Regions from separate parts of the Mus musculus genome. Here region 2 is linked to region 1. A link is a contact called in public targeted proximity ligation data. All regions are on one chromosome and are shown on one strand. The core of a region is the stretch at or near the end of the contact, and the rest is flanking DNA. Distances in the headings are between cores, read along the strand shown. Region 1 has its middle 170 kb from the start of Rfx3. Region 2 holds the start of Cd274 (CD274 antigen).

Region 1 (2,968 bases), core at 157-2,656:
GGTGAAGACTGAAGTTGATGACAAGGGAGCACTTGAGCATTTGGGATGCTGATGACGTCATGAACCCAGATAGGAAACACAGACGGCTTGAACAGGTTTGGGGCCAGATGAGTTTCAATTGGACACGCTGAGTTTGTGGTCCTGGCAACTCTATCTCCACAGAAAGGTTGACCAGGCAGATGGATGAGCAGGTCTGTAGGAGGCACAACACCCTGCACACAGCTTCCCCATCAATGTTTATTCAATACAAAATAAACAAAGATGAAACCAGTTTCCATGTTAGCGTTCCCACAGTGATATTTACTGGTTGGGTCCTTGCCGAAGTGAGGCTTGAATATATCCAACTTAAAAATAATTGCTTGCCACTTCTGTGCCCTCCCATATGTTTCTCCTTCTACTGACTAATTCAATCTTGTTTGTAAAAAAAAAAAAATCAAAGAATTTGAGTGTTTAATACTATGACTATTCAAATACACTGCTGCCCTACCTTGACAATATTAGATACTGAAAAGATCCATTTTACCAGGCGTATTTGAAACTATGTGCAGTAGCAAAGGCCATGAACTCAGCCTTGGCATGGTATGTTTCCAGCTTCATTGTGTTAGGACTACGCTGTGTTACTGCCACCTTTGGTTCTCAGCCGTTAAAAACATTGTTGTTCTGGAATATAATTTATTCCTAGTTGACTAATTGTCAACGGGTTCCCACAAATACAGTATGTATGTGTCCAGATCCTATGTTGCATACTGTAAGATTTTAACAAATCCCAACTGGAAATACCTGCTGAACCTGAAGGTAGATAGTTGCTCACAAATCATATTTTTGCAAAGCACCCTGTAGATACAGTAATAATAATATACCCAATAATTCCCGCTATGATATTATTTCCACTTATCTACCAATCTCTGACCCTACAGGCAAGATCTCATGCATCTTGAACTTCCTCCCCTCTACCAATTCAATACCTTACATAGATGGCAACTCAAGTTAAGCATACAAAGGATATTATGGTCAAAGGTAGGGTGCGAGTGCATGTGCACACATGTATTTGTGTGTGTGTGTGTGTGTGTGTGTGTGTGTATGTGTGTGTGTATGTTTGTGTGTGTGTATTGAGAGGTCAGATCTGCTGAATTCTCATCTCTTTTCCATTTACTTTATATAGCACAGTAGGGGCTTTGCCTGGTCAATTACAAACTGTCACCAGGTAGAGGGGTAGGGGAGAGCAACGTCATTCATTTTCCCATAATAATGAAACTAAATTCTGACCATGGTATTTGTTCTTTTTCTCCTTCACACTCTGAGGGATTCTCTGCTACTTTTCGAAGTTTTCAAGAAAGAGTTCTTTTACCCCCAGCCTTCCTCATCGCAGCCAGGTGCTCACGGCACAGCCACACGGGAATCTCTGACTCATGCTTACAAAAGTGGAACTGCATAACAGGATCCATTCTGCTCTGACTAATTTCTCCTCAACACATGTTGACTCATTAGAAATTGTGAGAAGAAAGTTAGCAAAAGTCACTTTTATTGCTTCCCTTGTAGGAAAACACACACACACACACACACACACACACACACACACACACATCTTTTTTTTTTCTTCTTCATAACGAATTAATTGCACACTGGGTACCATATAATTCTACAACCCCTTCAAGGGTACCTGCTAGGGAAAATCACTCCTTTTATTGAAGTCATAAAAATGAAAACATGGGGGAAAATATTAGAATGTTATTATGGCAGGAAATAGAGGTGCTTGGGTAAGTTGAGGGGTGCCTTTGAGGAGAAATGGGAAGATGTCAGTGAGAAAAAGAGAATAACCAGGGAGAGGTGGGGCGGGAGGAGGGGTACGAGCACACCGAGGAATAAGGTTCTGAGGACCATCACCTTATCCAGGTGGCAGAGACTCTGGCCATTGGGCCTTTTTCTTGTACCTTTAATCTGTTGTCATCTGTGGCGTTTTGCTTCTAGGACAAGGGCTCCTATCTTAGGGTGAGAAATGGTTGGGGGAAGACTATGGACACGTGGCTCTCAGAGCTGCTCATCCCTTTAAAGTTCAGCTTAAACTCTATTTCCCCTAATCCCTTTCACCTTACCTTTAGGGCTCTTTCTCTTCCATAGCTCCTAATCTCTATTCTTATCTTCTCTCTCTAATATGTACTACCATATACTAAACAAACCCAAAGTTAATTGCTTAAAAAAAAAATAAAACACTTGGTGCATTTGGTCTATGGATCAGGGCTTTAAGCAGGGCTCCTCTCTGCTATGTAGCATAGCTAGAAACATTTCTACTGGGTTGGAGCACCCAATATGGCTTCATCCTTTGCCTACTGCCTCAGATATGGAAGCTGGGATAGCTAGAGGATGATTTGACATCATTGTCTAGAGGGTGGTTGAGTATTTTGGTAGAGCATCTCAGATCTCGAACAGATCTTAAAGGCTATGTAATGCAATGATACAGCCAGATTTATGTCATATCCTTTGAGCCAAAAACAAGGCAAAAAATGCTGTCTAGATTTAAAGAAACAGAAAACAGATTCTACCCTTGATACATGAGGTGGTATGCCCAGAGAGGCAAGGTGGAGTGGTGGCTTGCAATGTTCCAGTGTGTTGACTTATCATGTAATTCTTTGAAAATACCAAAAGGCAGAGCCCATGTTGGATCTTTCACTGCATCTTTCCCATAATCAGGGATCAGACGGTTTTGATAAACTAACAACAGGTCACTATGAGCTGGAGACAGTGAAGAAGTTCCCTCAACCGGCCAGTGGCTATGGAACCACATGGAATAGGCTTGATTCCCTAGTTTTGCATGTATTTAAAAATACAAACCCTCAAATGTACACCTGAGCCTGTGTTTCTCTGAAGTAAGCTCAGGTAGTCTGTCCCAGTTCAGACAGCAATAGAATGAAGGTATTACTGCTTGAATTGTAAGTGTTTACGTATGAAAGGAGAACAAGACTCTCTGAGC
Region 2 (3,112 bases), core at 149-2,648, 1.2 Mb before region 1:
CTCAGGGTGCAGGTGTGAGCAGTAGATCAAAAGGGGAAATTCAGGGACCATGTAAATCAGCATGGCCTTTGACCTCTAAACCTGCACCTCTTACATGGGCTAAGAGTCCAGGGTCACCTTCTCCCTCCCTCCGGCAAGAAACTGTAACCTTTCACAAATTCCCAGACAAGAGCTGAGAGCCTTTCACAGAACAGAGTTTAAAGTAAAGAAGTGACGCTCATTCAAGATGGGGAAATAGGTTTGTCCCAGGGGAAGTCCAGATGAAGATCTTGGAACGCCACTTCTTTATCTTCCCATGGGGGGGGGGGGCACGGGGGGGGATGGGGGGGGGAAGAGTGCCTGGGGCGGGGAGGGGAAGCAGATGCAAACTTCCTTTCTCAAAAGAGTGAAAATTTACCCAGTTTTCAAATTCTATCAAATGATCCTGAACCCTGTGCTCAAATCCATCCCTTCTCCATCCCTCCTTAGAGCAGCATATAACCACTATCATGTCTTCCTATCTATGATGCTCAGCTGGGAAAGGTGAATATTTTCCCTGTATAAAGTTCTCCTTAAACACCGCTTGGTCACTATCATCATCAGCTGCGGATACTTTCTGGAATGTATTCTCAGGTTGTTGTTTTTTTTTTTTCTACACAAAGGCCTTTCAGACACTCAAACATAATGAAGTACTTATACATATAAGAGTTTATCTAAATGAAATACCTAGCCATATTCCAGACAGTCACATACACAGATGGTCAGTGGATGACTGAGCTAGTAAGGCACTATTACTAACCTGTGCATTCCTCAGTGGGAGAGTGATGCCCTTTAATAACCCAGCACAATGGAATATAGCAATTAAAAAAAAACTGGCTAAGTAATTCATAGGAAAGCACCTGTAATAATTTATTTTTAAAAAAAGATAGAATATTGTACTTTCACCTCTTATGACAACCCCAACCTAAACTTTAACATAGCCTAGGTCACTGTATCTAAGAACTGTTTGGGACATTTTCTTCCAAAAATCCTTTAGGTTCTCTGGGCAGATAGAATGAAAATCTTAAGCTCCAGCATCCTAGACCTCGACAGAGGAAGGGACCTCCGGAGATGCTTCAAGTGGAAAGACCCAGTCATTGCTAGCAAACAGTCAAGTCGCGCTAGGACCAATTAATTCATCTCTTCTGACCCAGCTACCTACCCACAAGATCCATAAACACACAAAACTGCGGATTCTGAGTTCTTAACTTTCCCAGGAAACCGGTTCCCTTCTCCGTCCTAAAAAGGTCTAGGGATTCTGGCTCTTTAAAGTGCCCTGCAAGCGGATTCCGCGAGAAGATGCTCCCTTACCTGCAGGCGAGGAGACTGGCCCGCGACGTGCAAGTGCAGCCTGGCATGAGGCTTGGGGACCACGATTTCCTGGTCTTATCTCGAGTTCAGAGCCCCGCCCACTCCGCGGAAGCCTTGTCCAACCTCCGCTGTCTGTGAAACCGAAGCCACCCAGTCCCTTTGAGCATGAGTTTATCTCATAGTATTTCCTGCGGATGACTTTAGAGTCAGCTTTGGGATATTCACAGTTTAAGAAAAAACGAAACTAGGCTTCGGTGCGGTGACACACGCCTTAATTCCAGTACTCAGGAGCCAGTGGCAGGTGAGTCTCTGGTCTATAGAGAGAGCTCCAAGACAACCGGGCTGCTACTGAGAGGCTGTCGATAAAAACAAAAACAAACAAACACTATTTAAAAACGAAACTAAAAGTGAAAGTGAAACCTGCATTAGCTTTCTTGTAAATCAGGTTCCCTCAAAGAAACAGTCCAGAGTAAACAACTCAGCTCTATTTTGGGTGGGAGTGGAACCTGAGGTCGGGGGTGGGGGTGGGGGGGAGCGTGTGCTTGGAGATCCACATAGGTTGCCTTCCTCTACAGCTCCCACCTTGATTTTTGAAAGAGGGTCTCTCTTACCTAACCTCGGGCTCGCAGCTGGCCAAACTAGCCGGCCAGCGTGGTCCAGGGATCCCCATCCGCGCCCCTGCTGCCAGGGCTAGGGTCTCAGAAATGGGCCATCACTGCATTTATTATGGGTAATGAGGACCCGAATTTCAAATCTTCAGGCTTGAGCAGTGAGCGCTTTAGAAGCAAAATATCTGAAGTCATAAGATCTCTGACTTAAATTTTATCTTCAGAATCCAGACACTTCAAATTACCATCCGATTCCCCATCTCTTTCAAGCCCTTTCTGGATACGTGGATACGTGACAGTCTTGACATGACTTTACATATAGAGTTATACAACCTATAGAGTTAATATCAAGCAAATGACTCAGTTTTAATTCTAGAAAGTAGGTGTGTCTGTATAATAGGAAATATATTTTTAAATCGTGGATTTGGTGACTTCCTCAAAGTTCCTCGACATAATGAAACCAGTTGTCTTGCCGTTCAAGAACTTCCCATCTCGAACCGTGCCCTTTGTGAACGCTGTGGATCACGGCCAGTCTCGGGATCCAGGTGGGGGAAGTCTATTCTAAATGATGTTGAGAAAGACTTTCTGCGAACTGGAAGTGTGGACTTTTTCCAAGACAAAACCTTGGGAACTCCACAGAGCACTGTCATCTTTAAACATTTCACTGTTGGACTTCAAGGGCCTTCTTCATTCTCTGCTTTCCCCCACTTACTTACTAAAACTACTATTCCAAAGTAGTGCACTGGGTGAATACTGGGGTGTCCGCTGGCTTAGTTGTAATGAGATTTTCACATTCTCAAAGCATCTCCATTTTTAACTTGGAAGTCATTGGGGTTGATGCTGCCTAAAGGATCTATAGAGAATGTGGCACTCTAAACAGCAACAATAAAATTGGAATAAGACCAGAGCCTCAGCTGAGATAGTCCCTCTTCCAAATGTCTTTTGAACCCCAATAATAGAATAAAGCAATTAAAGTTAGAGATAACATTAGTTGGCTGACTGAAAATAAAATATAGACTTTATATGTGGAAATTCAGTCTAAACATATGTGTGTGTATATACACGTGCACAGACAAAACATATTTCTAGTTAATAGGTTTGTGTTTGTTTGTTTGTTTGTTTGTTTTTGGTTTTTCGAGACAGGGTTTCTCTGTGTCCTGGAACTCTGTAGACCA

Evidence for each region.
Region 2: a contact with region 1 is called in a targeted proximity ligation map of pancreatic cancer cells. A contact is called at or near these places in 3 of 39 promoter capture datasets (embryonic stem cells, hippocampal neurons and stem cell-derived epiblast-like cells), 10 of 484 Hi-C or Micro-C datasets (B cells, the G1E-ER4 cell line, cerebellar granule neurons and 7 more) and 7 of 130 datasets of targeted methods (the NIH/3T3 cell line, astrocytes, embryonic forebrain and 3 more).

The regions. Positions count from the first base shown.
Region 1 is chr19:28,175,464-28,178,431 of GRCm38.p6, reverse strand. No RefSeq gene overlaps it. Among named protein-coding and RNA genes, the nearest start is that of Rfx3, 170 kb to the right of the region's middle.
Region 2 is chr19:29,365,724-29,368,835 of GRCm38.p6, reverse strand. Cd274 (CD274 antigen) reads right to left here and starts at 1,398. Exons shown (of 7, transcript NM_021893.3): 1 at 1,330-1,398. It also overlaps a transcript of Plgrkt not described here.